3 separate regions of the Sus scrofa genome follow, and regions 1 and 2 are each linked to region 3. Evidence: chromatin contacts called from public HiChIP or PLAC-seq and promoter capture Hi-C data. All regions are on one chromosome and are shown on one strand. Each heading gives the region's core, a stretch centred on a gene start, on an enhancer-like site or on the middle of the called end of the contact. The rest is flanking DNA. Distances are from core to core; before and after follow the strand shown. Region 1 holds the start of TRNP1 (TMF1-regulated nuclear protein 1). Region 2 holds the start of LOC110261122 (ankyrin repeat domain-containing protein 34A-like). Region 3 holds the start of TMEM222 (transmembrane protein 222).

Region 1 (2,700 bases), core at 28-2,527, 250 kb after region 3:
GCTGCGCAGTGCAGCAGGCTCCAATTGGTAAAAGTGTGCTGGCAAACCCCTCCTGCTATCTGAGTATCCTCAATTTGTCCAACTATATAATGGCGACTTGGTGCTACCACCTCACTCCCCAGGAGGTCTGGGAGAGGTGGCAACAGAAAGTGGACAGTTTTATTAAGGACCCAGCAGACTCCAGAAGCCCCGGGGAAGGGAAGCCTGGAAGGCAGCGCCGCCCTGCCCCGCCCCGCCCCGCTCCACCCCATGGATGCACCGCACCTCAGTTCAGCCTCCTTTACTGGGCCCCCGGCCCCCCAACTCTCTTCCTGTGGTCGGCCAGTCTGTCCGTCCGCGTGGGTGGCGCCGTCGGTCCAGCCGGCGTTCATAATCCTTCAGTCGACGACTGCCTGTCGGGGTGGCCAGGGGTCCCCGCGCGGAGGTTAGCGCTGGGGGGAGGCAGGGCCGCGGGGTGGGCTTCGGCGGAAGGGCGAGTCAGGCTCGGGGCCGTGGCCCCGTCGCAGGCGCCCGGCGCCCCAGGGCACACAGCCGCCCAGACCCAGCGCGGAGGCGAGCAGCGCGGGCGGGCGGGCGCGGCGACCGCGGCGCGAGCCCTTTTTGAGCCGCGACCCGTGCGCTGCCAGGTAGAGCTCGGCCTGCGCCACGCCGCCGCTCAAGCGACCCAGGCTTTCGGCGCGATGCGCCAGGCGTAGCTCGGCGGCCAGGAAGACGCGGTGCAGCTGCAGCACGCGGCTCTCCAGCTCTGACACCAGGCGCCGGCGGCCCTCCACCTCCAGCAGCCGCCGCCGAGCTTCGGCCAGCTCCAGCGCACGGCCCCCAGACCCGGCAGCCGCGGCAGCCACCTTGCTGGGGCCGCCGCCCGCGCCCCCTGCCGGCCCAGTACCCCCAGCGCCCCCGCTAGCGCCCTGACGCCAACGCTGTAGCTCCTGCCCCTCCGCTGAGCCCGCCGACTCCGGGACCACCTCGGGCAGCGGTGAAGCCTGAGCCGGGGTCGGGGTCAAGGTCGGAGTTGAAGGTGGGGGCTCAGGGGACGACAAGGGCTCCCGGGGCGGCGGCGGTGGAGACCCGGGTTCCGCCGTCCCTTCCTGGGCCCCCGGGCCGCAGGCGCTGATGCGGCAGCCCGGCATCCCCCGCCCCCTGGCGGCCCACAACAGTCGATCCTCGGGTTTGGCTGGCTGTCCCCCGCTGTCCCCCGACCCGGGGGAGGACGCACACGCGAGAAAGATGCAGCCAAAGCCTTGCGCCAGCGCCGCGCCGGCTGCCGGTGCGTCTTATAGGACACGGGGCGGAGCGAAGGGCAGCACAGCCAGTCAGACTGTCAGGTCCTGAACCCGCCTCCCATGCCCCGCCCCGTCAGGACTGAGCTCAAACCCTTCGGGTCCTTGGACCTTCGTTCCACGCAGCCCCGTTAGGGCAGCCAGTCCCTATCTACCTCCCCCAAAATCGGGGTGGAAAGGGGAACGCATCTTCTCTCGTCTGGCCCCTGAGCCAAAAGCTATAGTAGCTGGTGCTGAGAGTTTTGCCTGATGGCACACCAGGTACCAGTGAAAGCTGGACTAGAACTCAAGAGTTTTGATTCCTTACACCGTCCACCTTCCTGTACCGCACGCTGCCCCTTGGCCGAATAGGCTCTACCTGGTCTCCTGGGCCATAAACTTCGCCAGGACCCTGTTCTCCAATCTTCCTGTGGCGATGTAGAGATTAACACAGAGGAGCTACTGGTGTCGAGGTGGGGATATGGCAGGGTTGGTTACTCACCAGGCAGGCCCTTAATTTGCGGAACGGCTGCTGCTGCGTGGCTTTGGCAACTCTTGGTGGGCCCCCTAGAGGAGCCCCACCGCACAGTGGGCAAAATTCTTTCCATGTTCTTGCCCCTGTTTGCTCCTCCCAGTAGGTGTCCCTACACCTTTTACACAGAGGCGGAAACAGATCCAGAAGGTGCAGTGGAGCCTTACCAAGATCGGGGTCTGAATCTAGACCATTCAGGGACAAACTCAGCCATTCGTGCCCTCTGAGAGCTCAGATACCCGAATCTTTTCATTGTCACTGAGGGTACCCTCTTTAACTGGGACTTTAGTCATACTGGCAAAATGATGGTACTGAGTTCTGGCCATTTTCCCACAGCAGAAGTGACGGCCATACTACCTCCAAACACTGACCCAGACTCCGTAGCCCTGCCATGTGCTTGAAAGTGTCATCATAACTGAGAGGTCTCTGTGTTGGGCGGTGGCAGGGGCTGGAGGGCCAAAAAACAGCTGAAACTGATTGGGAAGAACTGCAACAGATCTTGGGCTCAGGGGGGACCTGACAAATGTGTGGCCAGTGTGATTACTGCCCCAGCCTGAAAAGGAGGCTGATGGGGGTGAGGCATCCCCCCCCACCCCCATGCCCACACCCCATCGTGTTCTCTAAGTGCTTGTAAATGCCTTAGATTGAGTGATGGGGACTTGTGGGGCAACAGCCCGGCTCCTGAGAGGTAGCTCAGAGGAGCTCAGAGAGGAGCTTGAGGGGGCATTAAGCTCAGTGAAGGGGGAGGAGGACTTCGGAGGGGATGGGGGGGTGTTCAATGACGGGAAGTGGAGGCCCAGGGGAGGCTGAGGGCGTGGGCTCAGTGAATGCGATGGGCTCAGTGAGGAAAGAGGGGATTAGTGGGCACATTGGTGCCAGAGGCTCACAGAGGGAGGGGGGTGGGGCTCA
Region 2 (2,728 bases), core at 65-2,564, 260 kb before region 3:
TGTGTAGTGCAGAAATGGGACCAGCACAGGACCAGTCAGGGCCGGTGTTGGTAGACACTGAGGACAGGACAGTGACCATGCATTATTCATATCCTTGTCCCCTGTGAGCCTTGCACACCTCAGTTAACATTGGTTGAATTGAGGTGCCAAAGGAGGACACACAGGCACTGAGAGAGAAGGTCAGATGGAGACCTGGGGAGTCACAGCTCCCTGCCATGGCCCAGAGGGTAAGCAGTGGGCTTTGCAATCAAACACACCCTGGTCTGGCTGGGCTCTCCCACTTCTTCAGTGCCCTCATCTCTAAAATGGAAATGATAACAGTACCATTTTGCCAGGTCTTTGCAGGACTCAAGGGCCCTGCCGTGTGCAATAAATGGCAGCAGCAGTTCTTCCTGAGCTGTCCAGCTACTTCCCCTTGGTAACCAGGCCCTGGCAGTGCACATTCCCATCTGTGGGGATAGGCCAGGCAGGGGGCCAGGAGCCAGGGGCTGGATAACAGATGTGACCTGAAGAGGAGGTAGGTGAAAGTGCTGAGTCCAGCCCCCTGGGCACAGCAGGAGCTCTGAACTGTTGAATCTGAATTTTGTTTCCTGACACAAGGAAAAAACTCAGTCGAATTTAGGGAGGCAAAGCCCGTGTGTGTGTGCATGCGTGTGTGTGTGTGTGTGTGTGTGTGTGTGTGTGTTCTGTGGATTGGTGTGTGTATGTGTGTTCTGTGGATCATCCAGGACTTTTGTGCCCTTGCCGCCCTTGGACTGCCAGAAAGACTGGGCTTTGGTGGGCGGCGCTAAACCCAGAGCTCAGAACTTGAGTTCATGTCACTGAGGAGGAGATGCTGGTGGGCTTTGAGGTTTCTGAAGCAGGTCTCTCGCCATAAACCTTTGCGCTTGACTCAATAGGAAATCTTTTCAGAAAGGAAGAACGCCCCCAAATTCAGGGAGCTGGCCCTCTCCTCTCTCTTCTTCCCCTCCCATTTAATTGGGACGCCCCAGAAAGTCGCAGGCCCTTTAGCTAATCCCTCGATTCCCCATTCTACGCTCATTCTATTCGCAGACCCCGCCCCTTCGCTGCCGCCCGCAACCTCCGCTCGAGCCAGAGCCCCTGCGGGGGACGAGGCACGCGGGAAATGTTCCCAACCATTGAGGAAGACCAGCAGCCCTTGGTAAAAGAGAACATGCCCCCGCGGGAGGGGCCCAGGCGCTGTGTCCCTCTGGGGTCCCGGCCGCGCCGTCGGAGCAGCGGGCGCCGCCCCGCCCGCCTCGCGCGCCGAGCGGCCGAGGCGGGGACTACAAGTCCCGGCGTGCCGCGCGCGCGCTCCCCCCTGGGGTTCCGGATGGTGAGCGGCGAAGGTAAGGCGAGCTCGCAGAGGCAGCGGCGGCGGCGGCGGAGACGGAGAGAGGCAGGCAGGCAGGGCGAGGGCGAGAGACGGAGGGAGGGAGCGAGCGAGCGAGGCAGACCAGACAGACAGACAGGCGGGCGGGCGGGCGGGCAGAGCGAGCCACCCGCCAGGCTGCGCTCAGCCCCGCTCGCAGCGGAGAGAGCAGAAGGCAGGAGGAGGGAGGGGAGGAGGGGGAGGGAGGGAGAGAGGGAATCCAGCTACCACCACCCAAAGCCAGCGTCTGCTTTCTGTCCTCATTTCCTTTTCCCACCCAGCTCTGAGAGCAGAGAAAGGCAGAGGGAGCGAGAGATAGAGACAGTCAGACAGACAGACAGACAGCCGGAGAGAGCGGGAGGGAGGAGGGCGGAGGAGAGGAGCAGGAGCAGGAGGAGGACTACGCGGGGCGCGTTCCCTCCCAGGTTTGCAATTGGGGGAGTGGGGGCGGGGGTGTCCAGGGCTGTGAGAGTGTGTGCACGGTGGGGGGAGCGAGGGGGGCGCAGAGAGAGCGAAGGAGTGATCGAGGTGGGGGGCGCCGCGGGAGCGGGGGGCCGTGTCCAGCGGAGTTAGCGGCGGAGAATGTGAGCCGAGGCGCGAGCCATGCTGTCAGCAACGGCGGGCGGCTCAGGGCTCCTCCACGACTCCTCTCCCCAGCAGCCGGGCGCCCGCGTCGCCGCCGCCGCCGGAAGACAGACGCCCCCCAAAGCCCTTCGCCTGGCTCGGACCCACGGAGCCGGCAGACCAGCACTCCGGTGAGTGGCGCCTCCTCCCCACCCTAGACCCCCGCTGGGGACCGTCCGGCCGGGCTCTTTTGTGCAGCGCACCGGGGGGGCCCCGCGCCCCCTCTGCGTGCCCCGGTCCGGTCCGCCGGACCCCGTGGCTGCGGTGCCCGCGGTGCGATCGGTCTTTGTTTCCACCGGGGCCCGCGGCTCGGCTGGGCTCGGCTCGAAGCCTGGCAGGCAGCGCCGGGAAGGGGGAGGGGGAGGTGGACGAGAAGGGGGGGCAGGGAGGGGGGGTTCTCGGGTTTCCTGGCCGCCCCGCGGCTCCCCCGGCTCGGGGGCGAGGTGCGCGCCCAGCGCTGCCGCGCGCCCCCTCCTCCTCCCCCTCCCTCCGTCTTTGGATTTAAAACTGCAATTTGCTCTCCAGCTTGCTGAGAATGGGGCGGGGGGGGGAATGAAGGGGGGACCGTGGGAGCGGAGAACAAGGCTGGATTTTAGGAACCGCGCTGGGAAAGGGGGAGACTGCGGAGGGAGGAGCACCTCCCCTCCAACCCCCAAATCCCAAGGTTCCGTTGGTGCTCTGGGAGTTGAGGGGCGGGGACCTAATGACCCGGAGGGGGTGTGGGGTGGAGGA
Region 3 (2,749 bases), core at 122-2,621:
GGTTGAATCGGAGCTGTAGCCACTGGCCTACACCAGAGCCACAGCAACTCGGGATCCGAGCCGCGTCCGCAACCTACACCACAGCTCACGGCAACGCCGGATCGTCAACCCACCGAGCAAGGGCAGGGACCGAACCCGCAACCTCATGGTTCCCAGTCGGATTCGTCAACCACTGCGCCACGACGGGAACTCCGAGAAGTTGGCTGTTTTGGATAGAAGGGACAAATCTATCCCATCAGGTGAGAGGGGATAGGATGGAGTCAAAGAAGAGCAACTTATGGAGTCAGAAAACTGAGTTTGGGATGCCTTTGTTTACTGTCATGTGAACCTGATCAGGGTATTTAATGGTACAGCTTCATCATCTGAGAATGTAATTCCTACTTTAGAAAGTGGCTGTGAAACTCACACACAAGAAAAATGGGCATGAAAGAGCTTGGCCAACTGTCCAGCACTGTGAAGAGTGGTTATTACCAGCTGTCAAGGCTGAAGCACAAGGGCAAACCAGCTCCCCCTCTACTCCCACCAGGAGTTCTTGCTAAAAGGCGCCAGCAGTACCAGAGCATCTGCCTTCTCTTCTGACAAAGACACCCTGCAACTTAAACCCACTTTGCAACTGAGATGGTGTGTGATCTCCAGCCTCATTTGTGAGACAAAGGGTTGGACTCCCAGATCTCTGGGAACCTTTCCAGTGACAGCATCTCAGAAGTCGGTGTGGTCCCAACCAAACTCCCACTCTTGCCTCCAGACCTAGCAGTTGTCTTGCGTATAGGAAGTGATCAGCAATCATTTGTTTAATGAATGAATAAGCCAGTGAGTTGAATGAAGATGTCTCTCTCAGACCCGGTTAGGGGCCGGATCAGTACGCCCACAGGTCCTGAGCTTCCCAGCCACAGAACCTTTTCCGCGGTCAACAACTGTCTTTCTCCCGGATTAGACCGGGTGTAATGAGGGAGGGGAGCTGGTTGTGACCGTCAGCAAAACTGGCGCTGCGCGGGTGGCAGGGTTCTGGCGAACCCCGGACCCTAAGGAAGGGTTTATTGTGCGTTGGGGCCGGGGCAGCGGGAGGACGTCGCGCGGGCTCCGGTTCTCCCGGTCCCAGGGCGGACGCGGGAGGAAACTCACGTGAGCACCGGGATGGGCGTCCACACCACACAGTAGGGGAAGCGGCTCCGCTCAACGTCCATGGCGCCGCCGCTCGCGCAGCTAAATTGCTTCTTGTCCGTGTCGGCCGCCGTCGGCGCCTCCACTTCCGCCATCCCGGGCGGGGGCGGCGGTGGCGGCGGCAACAGGAGCGGCGAACTCCCTTCCGCTTCCGCCATGCTGCGCGCCCGTTCCGGTCGGCCCCCGTCCGGGAGCAGCTCGCTCGGTGGCGTCACTTCCCGGAGGTGCGGTCCGCCCGGCTTGGCCTCCCCCCGGGAATTGGAACCGCGTCCCTCTGGGCCCGGCCTGCCTGGCCCTGGTTCCTTCTGCGCGGACCAGCCAGAAGTGTTTGCGCTGGCACAGCACCGCTGCGGAAGGGATGCCCTCAGGCAGCGCTCAGTCTAGTGCGGGAGACCCACCAAGGACTCTGTCATTCAGTACGCTAAGGGCTCCTAAGAGGGTGGTACGGTCTCTGCTGAGCGCTTCTTAGGCGCCAAGCCTTGCCTTGATATACACTGTTTTTAATCCCCACAGTCTGTTAGACATGCGAATTTGGGTATTTCCCCAGGTTACAAGTGATATATTGACGCTTAAGAGGTGAGGTAAGTGGCCACGACTCAAACCTAAGTCTGTCTCCCCTTTGTCATTCTGTAGTCTCTCACGAGGTAGTGATAAAGGAAGGATAGACTGAAATAATGTGTGGCGTGTGTGTAGAAACAGGGAAGATTTGCCTGAAGATACTTGAGCTGTTTGCCAGGTGGCTCAGGGATGGGGTGGAGGGATGCGTGCAGCCGGGCAGAGAAAAAAAGGCCTTGCAGAACACAGTGTGCAGGAGTGTGAATATCACCTTGGCAGGATTAAATTACAAGCCTTCCATGTGATCCAATCCTTTCATTGTACAAATGGGAAAACCGAGGCTCGGGGAAGTTAAACAGTTGTCTGAGATCGCGCACTATCATGTAAAGAAGCCAGACTCAAACCTTGGATTCTTTGGGCTTTTTTACAAATGTCAAGATAGACAAAGAAAATGGAATCTGCTGGGGTAGGAAGGGGAAAATGGGGGGGGGGGAGGAAGGCAGTGGCTAAAAATCAGGCTAGAGGGAGATTTGGACAAATCCACTTAGGAAGGTTTGAGCTATGCCTTTCCGGGAAGGTTTTTCTTCCACTGAATCACGCTCTCTTAAAGTTGTTCTAAAGAAAGCCTGCTGTCCTGTTTTTAGCACCTAATGTTTCAGTGCGTTTTGAGGGGTATGTCTTTCTGTTATGGAACTCTAAGGTCCTTAATTTCCGTACCTAGCATTGTTCCTAGTGTAGAACAGATGCCCACTAGATATTTACTGATTTACTGAATGATTGAATGGGTGTTTTATAAAGGCCTTGCAGATTATCACCGCAGAAAATGATTCTAACCCACTCAAAATTCTTTGAGTATCTTTGTGCCTCTCCTGTGACCCATGTGTAGTAAGTGATCCTTGAAGGGCAACAACCAGCATCTGGCCAGGTATGGAATAGATTAGGTGTGCAGTATATGTTTGTTGAATGAATAAATTTCATCTTGAATCAATCACTATAGCTGTCTCATCTTTTCTGGATCATAGGCTCCAAGGAA

Evidence for each region. Promoter capture Hi-C pulls out the DNA fragments that hold promoters and counts their contacts. HiChIP or PLAC-seq counts read pairs in DNA pulled down with a chosen protein or histone mark.
Region 1: an H3K27ac HiChIP or PLAC-seq map of alveolar macrophages shows a contact between it and region 3. The contact joins the promoter of TRNP1 here to the promoter of TMEM222 in region 3. A contact is called at or near these places in 1 of 5 promoter capture datasets (liver) and 1 of 2 datasets of contacts at active chromatin or transcription factors (alveolar macrophages).
Region 2: a contact with region 3 is called in a promoter capture Hi-C map of fetal skeletal muscle, with 7 times the contacts expected there. The contact joins the promoter of LOC110261122 here to the promoter of TMEM222 in region 3. A contact is called at or near these places in 2 of 5 promoter capture datasets (fetal liver and fetal skeletal muscle), 6 of 47 Hi-C or Micro-C datasets (brain, embryonic fibroblasts, omental adipose tissue and 3 more) and 2 of 2 datasets of contacts at active chromatin or transcription factors (alveolar macrophages and skeletal muscle).

The regions. Positions count from the first base shown.
Region 1 is chr6:84,292,196-84,294,895 of Sscrofa11.1, reverse strand. TRNP1 (TMF1-regulated nuclear protein 1) reads right to left here and starts at 1,277. Exons shown (of 2, transcript NM_001243828.2): 1 at 265-1,277. The coding sequence starts at 1,130. The coding sequence ends at 426.
Region 2 is chr6:84,801,093-84,803,820 of Sscrofa11.1, reverse strand. LOC110261122 (ankyrin repeat domain-containing protein 34A-like) reads left to right here and starts at 1,314. Exons shown (of 4, transcript XM_021095643.1): 1 at 1,314-1,349; 2 at 2,030-2,127. The coding sequence starts at 1,334.
Region 3 is chr6:84,545,516-84,548,264 of Sscrofa11.1, reverse strand. It overlaps TMEM222 (transmembrane protein 222), which reads right to left and starts at 1,371. Exons shown (of 6, transcript XM_003482003.4): 1 at 1,123-1,371. The coding sequence starts at 1,319. LOC102165905 (a long non-coding RNA gene) reads left to right here and starts at 1,383. Exons shown (of 2, transcript XR_299851.3): 1 at 1,383-1,742.